Linked DNA regions of Anser cygnoides: regions 2 and 3 are each linked to region 1. A link is a contact called in public Hi-C data. All regions are on one chromosome and are shown on one strand. The core of a region is the stretch at or near the end of the contact, and the rest is flanking DNA. Distances in the headings are between cores, read along the strand shown.

The links. A called contact is a pair of places that touch in the nucleus more often than the background predicts.
Region 2: a Hi-C map of liver shows a contact between it and region 1, with 1.6 times the contacts expected there. The contact joins the enhancer-like site here to the promoter of SHMT1 in region 1. A contact is called at or near these places in 2 of 7 Hi-C or Micro-C datasets (both in liver).
Region 3: a contact with region 1 is called in a Hi-C map of liver, with 3 times the contacts expected there. The contact joins the promoter of RASD1 here to the promoter of SHMT1 in region 1. A contact is called at or near these places in 2 of 7 Hi-C or Micro-C datasets (both in liver).

What each region holds. Positions count from the first base shown.
Region 1 is chr15:2,914,066-2,916,636 of Taihu_goose_T2T_genome, forward strand. It overlaps SHMT1 (serine hydroxymethyltransferase 1), which reads left to right and starts at 1,271. Exons shown (of 11, transcript XM_048067954.2): 1 at 1,271-1,395; 2 at 1,876-2,021; 3 at 2,384-2,499. The coding sequence starts at 1,297. LOC106032117 (chemerin-like receptor 1) reads right to left here and starts at 495. Exons shown (of 3, transcript XM_013174939.3): 1 at 1-495.
Region 2 is chr15:3,397,490-3,400,060 of Taihu_goose_T2T_genome, forward strand. All of the region lies in intron 3 of MPRIP (myosin phosphatase Rho interacting protein), which reads right to left. Among named protein-coding and RNA genes, the nearest start is that of MPRIP, 18 kb to the right of the region's middle. Within about 2 kb of position 1,287, at least 2 of the 3 cell types and tissues checked have open chromatin away from gene starts, as enhancers often do. A contact at or near this core is called in liver, where this site is marked.
Region 3 is chr15:3,273,038-3,275,608 of Taihu_goose_T2T_genome, forward strand. It overlaps RASD1 (ras related dexamethasone induced 1), which reads left to right and starts at 1,299. Exons shown (of 2, transcript XM_066977607.1): 1 at 1,299-1,728; 2 at 2,069-2,571. The coding sequence starts at 1,443.

The sequences.
Region 1 (2,571 bases), core at 21-2,520:
CTCCACGGAGGGGTCGGGGCGCGCCGTGCTCCCCAGACCCTCACCCGCAGCCCACCCACGACCCTGCCCCATGCCCAGAGGGACCCCCGAGCTCAGGACCCCACTCTGTCCATCACCCTATACCCAAGGGGGCCAAGCAGGGCGGCTGGGAGCCCTGCAGCCGGTGGGGACATGGGGTGCCGGGGGGGTCAGGGTGCCCTGGGGGGGCTCCGGCTGCCGGGGGGGGTCGGGGTGCCCGGGGCCGAGCCCCCCGTGGCCGCCCAAGGTGACCCGTGCCCGGCGCGCCACGTGCCGGCAGCGCCTCCCGCCACGCCTCGGCAGCGACCAATGGGAGGCGGCGGGGGGAGCGGGGCGCGCCGCGGATTGGCGGAGGAGCTTCCGGAGCCGTTGCACTGCTTCATTGCGGAAAGGCGGAGCGAGGCGCTGATTGGTGGAGGCGCGGAGGGGGCGTGTCCGAGCTGCCTAGGGTAGGCGCGCGGCTTCCCGCGCGGAACCGGAGCGGGACCGGGACCACGATCGGGAGCAGGATCCGGATCAGGGATCGGGAGCAGGATCGGGCCGGTAGGGGCCGTGCGGGGCCGGGGCCGGGGCCGGGGGTTGCGGGATGGGAAGGGGCAGCCGCTGGCCCCCCCCGCAGCCTTGCGCGGCCCCGGGAGCCTGCCCGAAGCCAGCCCCTGCCCCTTCCTCGCCGCCACCCGGCTCCTGCGGCTTGGCACGGGCTGGGCGCAGGCGAGCCAAGCGGGGCGCTTAATAACCCGCTCACGGCCCCGTGCTAGCCGGCCGGGGGCACGGATAACAGGGGGATAACACGGCGGGCTGCCCGCAGCCGGGGGGGGAGCGAGGCCATCACGGCTGCTCCAGGGCTTGGGGGTTCCGTGGTGACACTCGCAGCGGTCACCCTGCGTTTAAAACGTGAGACTGAGAGAGAGGGAAAGGTGTTGCTAAAGCTGCCAATCCGTTTTGCTCCGCTAAAACCCTGGACGGGGTAGGGGAAGCCCCGTGAAGCTGGCTGGGCAGTGCCCGGGGGGGGTCGGCGGTGGGAAGGTGCCCAAAATGGCCAAATCCACAACGAACAAACCGATCTGAAATCGGCAGGGAAACACTGAGAGCGCTCAGCGCCTTCCGCCCCCAGCAGGCCCAAGCTGCGGTCGCTCCCCCAGCGTTATCTGGGGAAGACGCAGGACGGGAGCAGGCCACGCAGGGGCACGGTGCAGAAGCCCCCAGCCCCGCTGCCAGCCCGCACGCGTGCCCCCAGCTCCCCTCTCCGCTTGCAGGTGACGTTGGGCACGGCAGCAGATGGCGAACTCGGCGGCGAACTCGGGCCTCCCTAGCGCGGAGCTCTGGGCCTCCCACAACAAGATGGTGATGGAGCCGCTCGACAGCAACGACCCGGAGGTGAGAGCCCCTTCATGGCACAGCAGCCGCTCGGGACAGCAACCTCCTCGGGACAGGGACAGGGTCCAAGGCTGAGCTGGCGGGACTCGTCCATCCTCCGTGCGAGAGGAGAGAGGGCATCCTCCAGCCACCTGCAGCCACGGGGCTGTAACTTCAGGTCTGCTGCTCACGCGCCCCTGCCTGAGGCTCAGACATCTGTGCCAGGCCCAGCGTTTGCTGTAGCCACCCAGCAGTTGCCCTTGACGCTAACCCAAGTGCCAGCTGAATTATCCGATGGCCGTATGGCAGCTAGAAGCCCCAAGACGTGGCAGGACACATGTGAACTGCTGGGATCAGCTGCACCAAGAAGGGATCTCCTCTCCCTCCTGCAGCACCTTTCCAGGCTGCTCTCCGTTGCCCCGTCTCTTCTGAGGGTACATCCCGAGCATCCCACCCGCACGCAGTCAGCACAAGCAGAGCTGTTTCTCTCCCCTCCCGAAGGTGCACAGCATCATCAAGAAGGAGAAGCAGCGGCAGAGGCTGGGGCTGGAGCTGATCGCGTCGGAGAACTTTGCGAGCCGAGCGGTCCTGGAGGCCCTGGGATCCTGCCTGAACAACAAATACTCCGAGGGCTACCCAGGACAGAGGTAGGGGGCTGGGGAGAGCCTGACCCACTCCGAAGCCTCGCAGGGAAGGGAGAGGAACCACCCACACTGCCACGTCCCCCTCGAGACCTTATCTCTGGGAAGGAAGCCACGTCCTGGTGCTGGCAGCCAAGCTGCCCCAGGGCAGGATTTGACCCTCTCAGCTCCTGTCCTTGGCCGCATACTGGACGATCTCAGCAGGGTCATAGCTGCGGCAGCTGCTGTAAACACAGCACCCTCCTGTTCTCCCCCGCTGGCACAGCACTGGGCGCACGTTTCTAAATAAATGGTTCGGTTTCAATCCCCTGAGGTTTGCTCTCAGCAAACACCAACCCCGCTGTGACCCGTGCCCTATTTTCCGGCAGGTACTACGGCGGGACCGAGTTCGTAGACGAGCTGGAAAGGCTGTGTCAGAAGCGCGCCCTGCAGGCGTACCGCCTCGACCCCCAGAAGTGGGGCGTCAACGTCCAGCCCTACTCAGGTAACGGTGCCCTCGGGAGAGCCAGGCTGGGCTGCGCCATCCCGACGCCCGTAACCGCCCCGGTGTGCTCCC
Region 2 (2,571 bases), core at 37-2,536, 480 kb after region 1:
TCTCCAGCTGGAGGGGGAGTAGCAGAGCCCGAAGGCACGTGCACACACCAAGCTTCGGGGATTGCTTTCAGCCTGCCCGCCTCTCTGCTGGGAGGGGAGAGGGATTGCGGCCGGGAGCTGCTCCTGGGAGCTCCTATGGAGCAGGGAGAGGGCCCCGGTGGGCAGAAAAGAGGTGGTGCAGGGCAGGGACCTGAGCCCAGGGGGGTTTCTTCTTCCCCCCTGCATCAGCCTGTGCACGGCGGCAGCAGCCGTGCAAGCCAAACGTCCCCTTCCTGCGCACATCTGCTCCGTCCATAATCCCCACGTCCCTCCCCTAGTGGGAAAGCAGCCAGAAAAACGAACCAAAACCATCATTACATCCCAGTACCCCCCCAGCGCCCTGGTCATCTGCTAGGACTTTATCGATGGAGGAAACGAGGAGGAAAGGGTCAAGGTGCCCCCAGATCCCACCCTTTCTCCCCAGCTGCAGCATCGTAACGGGCAGAAACCCCACAGGTGGTGCTGGGGGGACACGTCCAAAACCGATCCTGTCCTGCTGAGCCTTTTCTCCCCAGGGACCCCAAAAAGGCAGGGGAAAAGCTTGAAGCGCCGGCGCTCGGGGACCGACGGCAACCCTCCTGGAAGCAAAGAGGTGGCCGAGGAGCCGTGCTGCCCGGCAGAGCTGCGTGCAGGCTGACTCCGTTAGCAAGAAGAAGAAAACCCGCCTGGGGATTCTCTTTTTTTTCACCACCAATGCCTCAAACAGCACTGACCAGCGGCGCAAGCCTTCAGCGATCCCCCTGCCTGTGGTAACAGCGAGCAAGGCCGTTTACAAAACCCCACCGAAGACCTCGGCTCGCCTCCACGCAAGTTTTAACCTGACAAGGTCCCTTTCACACAGCCTCAAAACCGATGAATAATGCACGTCTGGGGCAAACATGAAATCTCACGTTCACTAATGGTTACCAGAACAGAGAAACACGGGGCTGCGAATAAGTCATTTATTAACCCCGAACCGTGTTGCTGCTTGAATCGAGGACACGCCTCGGCGTCGGGCTCCAAAAACACCGGCGCAAAGTTTGCTCCTGAGCCACGGTGGGTGCGGTGCCCTGCCGAGCCCCCTGCTCTCATCACACAGACCCCCAGGAGCGAGGATGGGGGCTGCCTCCTGCCTCCCTCCTCCTCCTCTTCCTCCTCCTCCTCTTCCTCCTCGGGGGCCGCCGCGAGGAGCAGCGGCGGTGGGAAGCCCCCAGGCTCGCCAGCGGCTCCGGCCGCTTTCTCAGGCATTCCAAAATTTGGCCGGAGCCTCTTTTCGCAGTGCTCCCCCCCACGCCCCCCACGGCTGGACGCCGGCCTAATTGTCTATTTATTTATTTCTGCATTTTCCCAGCTCCCCGCACACACACTGGTGCGGGGGGGGGACGCCGAGGCCGGCTCCCGAGGCGAACCCGAATCAAAGAGAGGTGGGGGCGCCCCCCCCCCCCACCTTCCAGCCCCCCCCAATTCTCCAGAGATCAGGAGGAAAGGGGGGGGGGGGGGGCAGGAAAGGGGGCCGCCAGCGGCATCGCCCACCCCCTTCGCTTTGTGCGCGCGCGCTCGGGGAAATTAAAAATAGCTGTGTCCAAAGGGTGGCTGCAAGCGCCACAAAGAGCGTGTTGAGCGGAGGCAGCTGCAAGCTATTTGCTGCCCCTGGTAATCAGCATCTCGGCTTGCAGAGCCCCCCCCCCGGCCCCTTCCTCCCCTGCCAGAAGCTGCCGCCGCCTCCCTCCAACCCACATATGTCATGTCAACAAGCGGGGATTGCAGGATCGCTTCGGAAAAGGGGGGAGGAAAAAGAAAAGGGGGGGGGGAAAACTTGCTTTGATTTTCGGAGCGGCTTCGCCTCGCTCGATTCACGTCCGCCCCCCCCCCCCCCCCGCCCCTGAGATGCGTTTCACGGCGCCGAATCCCACCGGGGCGGGCCAGGGTGCCCCCGGCAGAGCCAGGACCAAGGCCGTGCTGGCCACCAGGACGCCGTTCTCCCGGGGACTCCTTTGACACAAGAGCGCCACGGGTGCCCCCGGTTACCCGCCCCGTAGCCCACAGCCTCCCGGTGGTCCTCAAGGACCTCAGGCATCGGCCCCGCTGGGGCTGGGAGGAATTACAGCCAGCCCCGTAATACAGCAAAACGAGCCTTCTGCGTTCCCTGATACAGCCAGGAGCTCCCCGGTTTGTTTCCCACTGCAATCTCTCGATTTTTTTTTTTTTTTTTTTTAAATAACAGCAGCTGGAGCAGCTGCCCACGGTAAATAGCAGCGCTCCCATCTGTCGCCTGCTGCTGGAGGGCTGCGCTTTTTGTCAGACGCTTTGCTCGATGTGCTCAGCGCGGTGGGACCCGGAGGAAAGCCAGGTCCGAGGCCACCAGGGGATGCGGAGGGTCACATTTGGGGTAAACGCGTGCTCGGCCACTGGTTGTGTCATCTCCCCATCACCCTGACACCCCCGCTGCTCGACGCCCTTAGAGGCGGGTTCGGTTCCTGCGCTGCCGCCTCCCAGCACATCACGACTCGGCTCCGCCGAGCTCTCGCAGCCAGGCTGGAGGCCACGGGGGTG
Region 3 (2,571 bases), core at 49-2,548, 360 kb after region 1:
ATGGGAATGGGATGGAGATGGGGTCGGGATGGGGATGGGGTCGGGATGGGGACGGGGTCGGGATGGGGAGGGGATGGGGATGGGGATGGGATGGGGATGGGGTCAGGATGGGGATGGGGTAGGGATGGGGATGGGGTCGGGATGGGGATGGGGTCGGGATGGGGATGGGGTCGGGATGGGGTAGGGATGGGGATGGGGTCGGGATGGGGATGGGGTCGGGATGGGGATGGGGTCGGGATGGGGATGGGGTCGGGATGGGGATCGGGATGGAGATCGGGATGGAGATGGGGTCGGGATGGGGATGGGGTCGGGATGGGGATGGGAATGGGATGGAGATGGGGTCGGGATCGGGGGGATGGGGTCGGGATGGAGATGGGAATGGGATAGGGATGGCAATGGGGTAGGGATGGGGATGGGGATGGGGTAGGGCTGGGGATGGGGCTGGGATTGGGATGGGGCTAGGGGCAGGCTGGGGCTGGGGTCTTCTTGGGGATGGGGATGGGGTAGGGGTAGGGATGGGGATAGGGTTATGTTAGGGCTGGGGCTGGGGTCGTCTTGTTAATGGGGATGGGGTCGTGTTGGGGATGGGGCTGGGGTAGGGCTGGGGATGGGGTAGGGCTGGGGAAGGGGCTGGGATTGGGATGGGGCTAGGGGCAGGCTGGGGATGGGATTGTCCTGGGGTTGGAGATGGGAATGGGGTAGGGCTGGGGTCGTGTTGGGGCTGGAGAGGGGTTAGGGATGAGGCTGGAGATGGGGCTGTGTTAGGGCTGGTGATGGGGCTGGGGTCAGGATGGGGCTGGGGTCGGAATGGGGCTGGGACTGGGGTCGTCTTGGGAGTGGGGCAGGGGCTGGGGTAGGGCTGGGGATGAGGATGGGGTCGTGCTGGGGCTGGGGTCGGGCTGGGGCTGGGGTCGGATTGGGGTTTCCCCACAAAGCCCGACCCAAAACCCCTCCTTCCCGGGGCTGCAGCCCCCGGCGGGCCACCACCTCCCCTGTCCCCCCGCACCCCAAAAGCGCCCCAATCCCAGCGGGACTTTGAGATCCCTTTGGGATTCGCCCCGCGTTGCGGGGGGGGAGTCTCCATCTGCTGCACAGGACCCGGGGAAGGGGAAGGGGGGGGTCGCGATGCGGCTCCCCGGCTCCCGCAGCATCCCGGCCGGGGCAGCACCGGGAGAGGGGAAGGGGGGGGACGGGGAAGGGGGACGGGGGCCGGGGCCGGCGCTGACTCAGCCGCCGCCGCCCCGGGCCGTGACGCGCCGAGGGGCGGTCGCTGCCACCTCCATATAACGCGGCGGCGGAGCCCGTGCGGAGCTCACAGCGGCCCTTTCCTGCCAGGGGGGAGAGGTGCTGAGCAGCCGGGCACCCCTTCGCCTTCCTCCTCTTTCCTCCTCCTCTTCCTCGTCGTCGTCCTCCCGGCGCCAGCCGCGCCTTCGCCGGCTTCGATGAAACTGGCAGCGATGATCAAGAAGATGTGTCCCAGCGAGGCCGAGCTGAGCATCCCCGCCAAGAACTGCTACCGCATGGTCATCCTGGGCTCCTCCAAGGTGGGCAAGACGGCCATCGTCTCGCGCTTCCTCACCGGCCGCTTCGAGGAGCAGTACACCCCCACCATCGAGGACTTCCACCGCAAGTTCTACAGCATCCGCGGCGAGGTCTACCAGCTCGACATCCTGGACACGTCGGGCAACCACCCCTTCCCGGCCATGCGCCGCCTCTCCATCCTCACAGGTACTTGGCTGGGGAGCGCCGGGAGGAAATGGGGGGGGGGGTTCTCGGTGGATTTGGGGGTTTATTGCTCGCTTTGGGGATGGGTTTTCCAGCCCCGGGAGGAGGGAGGTGGGATTTTGTGGGTGCACGGGGGTGGGTAACTTGGTTTGGTGCAAAGGGGGTGCTGCCCGGTCCGTCCCTCCCCGGTCTCTGTATGGCTTTCCCTGGGGGGGGGTCTCGGTGTGTGTCGCCGTCCCCGCAACCATCTCACGTCCCCGCTTTGTCCCCAGGCGACGTGTTCATCCTCGTGTTCAGCCTGGACAACCGGGACTCCTTTGAGGAGGTGCAGCGCCTGAAGCAGCAAATCCTGGAGACCAAGTCGTGCCTGAAGAACAAAACCAAGGAGAACATAGAGGTGCCCCTGGTCATCTGCGGCAACAAGGGCGACCGGGACTTTTACCGGGAGGTGCAGCCCCGGGAGATCGAGCAGCTGGTGGGGGGAGACCCCAAGAAATGCGCCTACTTCGAGATCTCGGCCAAGAAGAACAGCAGCCTGGACCAGATGTTCCAGGCGCTCTTCGCCATGGCCAAGCTGCCCAGCGAGATGAGCCCCGACCTGCACCGCAAGGTCTCGGTCCAGTACTGCGACATCCTGCACAAGAAGGCGCTGAAAGGCAAGAAGCTGCTCAAAGAGGGCGGCCGCGGCGGCGCGGAGGAGGCGTACGGCATCGTGGCTCCCTTCGCCCGCCGGCCCAGCGTCCACAGCGACCTCATGTACATCCGGGAGAAAGCCATCGGCGGCGGGCACGGCAAGGAGAAGGACCGCTGCGTGATCAGCTAGGAGCCCCCGCAGACGCGGAGGAA